Linked DNA regions of Mus musculus: region 2 is linked to region 1. Evidence: chromatin contacts called from public Hi-C data. All regions are on one chromosome and are shown on one strand. The core of a region is the stretch at or near the end of the contact, and the rest is flanking DNA. Distances in the headings are between cores, read along the strand shown. Region 1 has its middle 33 kb from the start of Gm24472. Region 2 has its middle 19 kb from the start of Kirrel.

Evidence for each region. Hi-C and Micro-C count contacts between places; a contact is called where the count stands out from the background.
Region 2: a contact with region 1 is called in a Hi-C map of reprogramming fibroblasts, with 2.5 times the contacts expected there. The contact joins two enhancer-like sites. A contact is called at or near these places in 1 of 15 datasets of contacts at CTCF or cohesin (the NIH/3T3 cell line), 36 of 484 Hi-C or Micro-C datasets (the 4T1 cell line, the C3H10T1/2 cell line, MC3T3-E1-derived osteoblasts and 22 more) and 11 of 115 datasets of contacts at active chromatin or transcription factors (embryonic stem cells and stem cell-derived neural progenitor cells).

What each region holds. Positions count from the first base shown.
Region 1 is chr3:87,032,274-87,035,599 of GRCm38.p6, reverse strand. No RefSeq gene overlaps it. Among named protein-coding and RNA genes, the nearest start is that of Gm24472, 33 kb to the left of the region's middle. Within about 2 kb of position 1,764, at least 16 of the 459 cell types and tissues checked have an H3K27ac peak or open chromatin away from gene starts, as enhancers often do. A contact at or near this core is called in reprogramming fibroblasts, where this site is marked.
Region 2 is chr3:87,192,104-87,195,429 of GRCm38.p6, reverse strand. No RefSeq gene overlaps it. Among named protein-coding and RNA genes, the nearest start is that of Kirrel, 19 kb to the right of the region's middle. Within about 2 kb of position 1,504, at least 20 of the 459 cell types and tissues checked have an H3K27ac peak or open chromatin away from gene starts, as enhancers often do. A contact at or near this core is called in reprogramming fibroblasts, where this site is marked.

The sequences.
Region 1 (3,326 bases), core at 515-3,014:
ACGGAGCCACGACATCCCACTGGGAGGACCACGCACAGTCAGGTAATGTAACACCTTGAGTTTGTCTCCACACTAATGAGATATCAAGACAGCCTTAAGCCTTCAGCCAATGAACTTCTCCTCTTGGTTATTCCTTCCCACAAAAGGTATTTAATCCCTGGTTTACCCCCAAATAAAGCATATGTGTTCACATCCACCATAAAAATAAAGCAATACGAATAAGCAAGGATCATCTCAGAGACCTGCTTTATGAAGGATCGCATCGGGAAAGGCCTTCAACTAAAGAGCTATGCCTTACACTCCAAGATGCCACGCACTCTGGTCAAGTCAGCTTGACAGGCTGAGGCCTGGAAGCTACTCATGAGGCAGAAGAGTTTCACGGAAACTCACTCCTGGAGTCTGGTGTTCTCTCTAACCCATACATTAATTTTCCATTCCCGCGTTAGTCTAGTGTACGGATCCATGTGCTCTCTTTTAGTATTATCCTATTATAAGTGCTTTTTAAGATTGAATTCTGACATAGCTAAAGCCTTCACCAGTGTTCCAACAGTCCTAGAAAGTCCTTGAGCAGACCATGGGAATTCAGTGACATTCAGAATAGCCTCTGGTACTACACTATCACTTTGAATAAAAGCGAGGTCACTGCCCTACACAGGAATTTACCATCACCTAGGAAGAAGGAAGTTTCAGACCTAAGGAGAAACCAGAATAGATACTTAGAACTATAGCTGAGTTACACCCATACACACGTATTTACAATGGCCTAGGGGGAAGGTGGACTATACAATAGATTAAAATAGGAACTATGGCAAGGGCACAAAGCCCTTGACCCTGGCTTCTAAGATTAAGTGAATCTTAGGTGGAGCCCTTGTTGATTCCAGTTGTTAACAATGAATTCTATCCCAGGTGGTTCCTGTTAGACCTTCTGTGTTTGCATTCCTCTGTTTTATGTAAGAATCCAGTAACCTCTTTGTACCATGCGGGTATGTCACCCAATTTCCTTATTGTCTTCTGTATAAAAAGTTTGATGCTCGATTTGACAAATTACATTCAGATTCTACACAACCTCTCCTGTGTGCGTCTGTTTGTCATTCATCCGACGCTTTGCCCACCCGCGACTAAAGACCCATTCCACGCAGACAAAGGGGCCCAGAGGGTCTGCGGCAGGAAGGAAGGAAGGAAGGAAGGAAGGAAGGAAGGAAGGAAGGAAGGAAGGAAGGAAGGCAGGCTTTCTCTTCTCCAGCCTCTTTGGTGCACCAGGCCCTGACTCCCAATCAGACCAGGTTCCAATCATCTCTGGCTCCTCAAGCCCCAGGGGAAAGGTAGACATGAGGACCTCACCCCCTCACCCCCACCTCACCACACCACACCACACCACACTCCCCACATTCCCCAGCCCCCACCCCCATTTCCTTACCCAGGAACCCAGAGAGGAGCCAAGGAACCACACTCCAGACTTCGCTGTTTCCCTTTCAGGTCTAGAGAAGGAGAACACAGACTGTGAACCTCCGCTCCAGACTTCGTTCTGCCTCCCCCTGGGTGGAGAGGCAGAACACAGTACGCATGCCCTCACAGGAATCTTCTATATCTTCTTAGTACTATAAGGTGGGTATGTATTTTCCTCTTCACTTCACACATGAGAAAGCCGAGGCTCACTAACGCAGGGAACTAGGACCAACAAGCGCATCTTCTGACCCTCCCAGTGCCTTAAAGTTAAAATGGAGTTTTTCAGGGAAACAGCAACTGTGACAGAGGACGGGAGAGTCCGGGCCATACTGAAATCCTTCCTGTTTAAAGGGAAGCTGGTTGTGGGGGCCTCTTCAGGGAGATTTTTTTCCTCTTGGACAGGGAGTCGCCATCCTGTTGTCAAGCCAACGACCCTTTCTCAGAGTTGGGAAATGTCATGGCTTGAGGGAAGTATTTCCTCAAGAGATGTCTCCAGTTCTAGAACATTCAATAAGCGGTTCCCTCTGCTTTTCTAATATTGGGCTATTTCCGCCCTCTGGTGGCCGGAGACGTGAACTACAGCAGGGCTGACATTTCTTAGCTCTCAGCTGCTTACTGTGACAAGGCTAGGAGCCTCACTCACTGTCCAGGGTCCTTAAGACAGGGGAATCAGCACTGGCAGTTCTCCGGTGCAAGTTCTTAAGACAAGGCCTCCCCAGGGAACATGGAGCTCTTTGGTTCAGCTAGGTTGACTCGCCACTGAGCATCAGGGACTTGCTGATTTCTCCCTTTCCTGTGCTGGGATTGTAAATTGTGTGCCTGGCTTTTAACATGGGATCATAGTGAAGGTCTTTGTGCTGAAGGGGCAAGCGTTTTACAGCTGGTCCATCAGTCTAGCCCAAGTCCACAGCTCTTGAGCGTCAGTGTTTTGGAGCATTGAGAAAACACACTCCCTCCCCCTAAATGGAGCAAGACCAGAGCACGCTCTCTTTCTACTCTGCATCCTTTTGAGAAGACAGCTCCACCAATCCCAAGTTCACTAGAGGCCTCACCTTGCTTTGTCATCATTTAACATAGCCACCCCCACCCCAAGAAACCCACGCTGCAGCCAGGGCAGAGAGACTGGGAGTGAGCCAAGGCCCCCTTGCCAGGCTTCTTCTTCTCATTTATAATCACATGAGTTTTCCTGTCGCTGTCCTCAGGACCTACCCTTTCTCATGGGTCTTTCTGGCTGCCTAGTTTCTACTGACACTCCAACTTAACTCACCTATCTAAAAAGTCAAGTCTAAGTCTTCCTGAGCCTGAATTCTCACTCGCAGTCTTTCAGGTATATGCCCAGTGGACTGTCTGGCAGATCTATTTCTGGTTTTTGAGGTACTACGCTGACTTTCATTGTGGCTCCATCAGCTTATACCCCCATCAACAGTGAATAGGGCACTCCTGCTTCACAGACTCACCATCATTGAAGCCGTTGTTTTCTTAATAAAGGCCATGCTTCCTGGGGTGACAAAAACTGTTTTCCCCCCAAGGCAGGGTTTCTCAATGTAGCCCCGGCTGTCCTAGAACTCACACTGTAGCTTAGACTGGCCTCAAACTCAGAGATCTACCTGCCCCTCCGGGATCAAAGGCATGCGATACCTCAGCTTAAGACAAACATCTTAAATTAGTTTTGCTAATTTAAAAAATTAGCTATTTCTTTGATGTCTTAAAGATGTTGATCACTTAATAAGAAATGTTTATTAATCATTTATATTTCTTTTGAGAAATTTTATAACTTATTTTAAATTTGATTGCTTGTTTTTTATATATTCTAGACATTAATACTCTCTCAGACATATAACCAGCAGTCTTTTCTCCCCTCCTGTACTGTGCCTCTTCGT
Region 2 (3,326 bases), core at 255-2,754, 160 kb before region 1:
AAGCTATAAGGACCCCACTGCTTGAGCTACCTGCTCAAGTCATACCCTGACAAACAGCTGTGACAGCTATTGACAAAGCAGCTTCTGGTTAGTTGAGAAGAGAACAAAACACCTAAGATGCTGGATAGAACCCAGGCTCTCAAACACACGGCTCGTGGAATTCAGGAGTAGAAGGGGAACAGTAGTGCCAGAATCCAGCAGTCACATCTACTTGATGTGTCCCTTTGGGAAGCTTCTGTCTCAGCTCCCATATACAGAAATGGAGAGGTGTGCTCCTTGGTCATTGTAATTACAGAGACCTCTGTGTTGCCTACCACAATACCAGACAGTTGTGGGGGCTCAAGGGGGAGAGAGTCACGAATAGACGGGTAGCAATATTTCACTGAAATAATTCCCTGAGATTCTTTCAAATGCCAGACTCCAAAGGGTCCATTCAAATGTATGAAGAAATTTTGAGAGGGCGATGAAACACACATAAGTAACTATAATACTAAACAGGTGGCCTTGAAGTAAGGCAGTACAAGAGCAGTGGTTTGAATGAGAATGGCCCCCATATTCACCATAGATTTGAATGCTTGGTCACCAGGGAGTGGCACCATTTGAAAGGATAAGGAGGTGTGGCTTTGTTGGAGGAAGTAAGTCACTGGGTGTGGGTTTTGAGGTTTCAAAAGTCCCCAAGCATCTCTACTGCCTGTTGGTCAGGATAGGATGTTGCTCTCAGCTACTGCTCCAGCACCTTGCTTGTGTGCCACCATGCTCCCCACCACGATAATGGACTCACCTCTGAAACTGTAAACAAGCCTCCAAATAAATGTTTTCCTTTCTTAGAGATCCATGGTCATGGTGTCTCCTGCAGCAACAAACAGTGACAAGGACAGCCAATGCATTGGGAAGGGTACTTTGTCCCATCAGAGGAGAACATTGCCCCTGGGCTGGGCCTTGCAGAAAGCAGGGGTTGGGTTGGCTTTGGCTGTGTTGCTGTTAAAACAAAATCTTGCCATGTAGTCTAGGGTGGCTTTGAACTTGTAGTGATCCTTCTGTGCCTGTCTCCCAAGGGTTGTGGTTGAATGTGTGTACCACTTTACAAGCTAAAGGATACATTTTGATTAGGGGCTCTAGTGGGAAACAACAAAAAACCAAAAGCCCCACCTACATAGAATGGAAAGCAAGGGAGCAAAAGGCTGAAGCCTGGGGCAGAAGCAGGGCTGTGGGACTCAGGCTGACGCTAAGGGGATAGAGAATGGGGGCTTCTTGTTATGTTAACAAAGCTGCCCACAAAACTAAGGTAGTGCTGAAGTCTGTGTTCATAGTTCACCTGAACAGCGAAAGGATTCTGAGTGATAATGATATCTCCTCTCCCTCCCAGACCTGGTAAATATCTTAACCCCACCTGGCCCAGCCTTCCTCCTTATCAAAAGAGGAAGGGAGGCTGCTTCTCCTTCCCCAAGCATTCCTTAGTGGTGTGGTTCTTTGTGTAGAGGATAGGCCTCCAGGGCTGCTTCCTCCCACCCCACCCAGTCCTCTTCAGCATGCCTATTGCTATTCAAATGATCAGACCTGAAAACACACCCAGGCAATGTGTGTGTGTGTGTGTGTGTGTGTGTGTGTGTGTGTGTGTGTGTGTATTCAACAATTAATAGAAAAAAAGAGGCTGTGGATTTGAAAGAGAGCAAAGAGGGATATGTGGGAGGATTTGGAAGGAGGGAAAGAAGGGAAGGGAAGAATAACATAATTATCTTATAATCTCCAAAAAGGAAAGAAAAGAATCTAAGAGCAGCAACTACAGTCACCTCTGAACTGGGGCTGAAGTGGGTGTTTGTTAGTGGGCCGTGTAGAAATACTCTTGAGTTACAGCACTGTAAATTCCCGCAGGGCCAAGTGACAGGGCTGTAAATTGCTGCTCTGTGCTCAGGTATGTGATCGTGCACTCAGCTGTATTTATCACTTCACTCACCGCTCCCTGGATTCTTTTCTCTAGCAGTGTGGGTAATATGTGTCTCCCACACATATTCTGAACAACAGAAGATAAACGTATATGCCATTTCTGCTCCTCTGTTCCAGCCCCCGGGAAGAGTAATTTCTTGATGTTTAACAAATGTCTGCCGAATGGGGAAGTTCCCCTTCTAATCTAAGGACTAAGTCTCTGGCTTGGTACCCTGCACAATGGAGCCCAGCTCTCTAAGCATAGCAGGAGACACTTGAAGCAACATGGAACAGAAATATCTCCATTTCCTTCAAGTTCCAGGTGCTGGGTTCTAGTGGCAGCAGACGCCACGTCTATTCAAGGCATACTAACCAGCAGAGAAAACAGACAGGACATACCTAATTACAAGTGTGACTGATGCTACTGGTAGGAATGGCGGGGATTTGATGGCAAATAGGGAGAGAGTCACTTGTCTGGAGGTGTTAGAAAGGATTCTGAAGGTCTGAAGAATGAGCAAGACTGATTGGGGTATGGCCCTGGTGCAGAACGTTGCAGAGAAGGGAGCACTCAGAAGAAACCTGGTGGACAGGATGACTGTGAGGATCCGTGAGGCTGGGGAGAAGGCAGATCCACCCCAGGCAGGCTCTGGGAGCTGGGGACAGATTCTGTGCCTAACTGAAAGGGGAGTAGAGATCACTGGCAAATTCTAGGCAGTGGAGGGCTCTAGTTACAGAGAAAAGAGTCTGTCAGAAGGGGTAAGCCAAGGGAGAGGTCCCATATGGATAAATGGAAGCAGTTGACAGTGGTTTCAGCTGAGGTGGATGGAAGTAGGTGAGCAGGATTTGGAGGTCAGGTGTGAAGAGGTAGGAGGAGTTAGGAACAGACTAGCAAAAGTCTGGTTTGGACAAGAAGGTGCGTGTGCAAGCATGCTTGCTTGTGCTCATGCCTGTGTGTAGGAGTTGGGGTATGGTGGATGTGGGCGGGAGTGCCTGTGTGTAGGGAGGTGCATTCTTGACCAAAGGTCCCTGATGATACTGTGTAACTTCCTGGAGAGACATTAATAGAAGCCTCTTCAGCCATCAATACACCCACTACAAACCAATGAAACAATTTAAGCCAAGTGTAGCTAAGTGAGCCAGTGAGTTTACTGGGGTTATTGACAAGAACCTCCCGGTGGGCCACTCAGAAACAGCAGGACCACTGGAAAGGCCTGCCCCTCCCCAGCTATGAGTGATGATGCACCAAAGCAGTGCCCTTGGAGCATTCTGCACGGCTTGCAGGCAGCCTGGCCGTGGTGAGGCTCCTCAACCCAGTAGCTTTGCTTGCTTTTATAACCTTTGGAAGAGGTCTGGTGAGTCTTGATTTTCTAAACTACTTGAGTTTCACTAGCTTCCTGAACTGG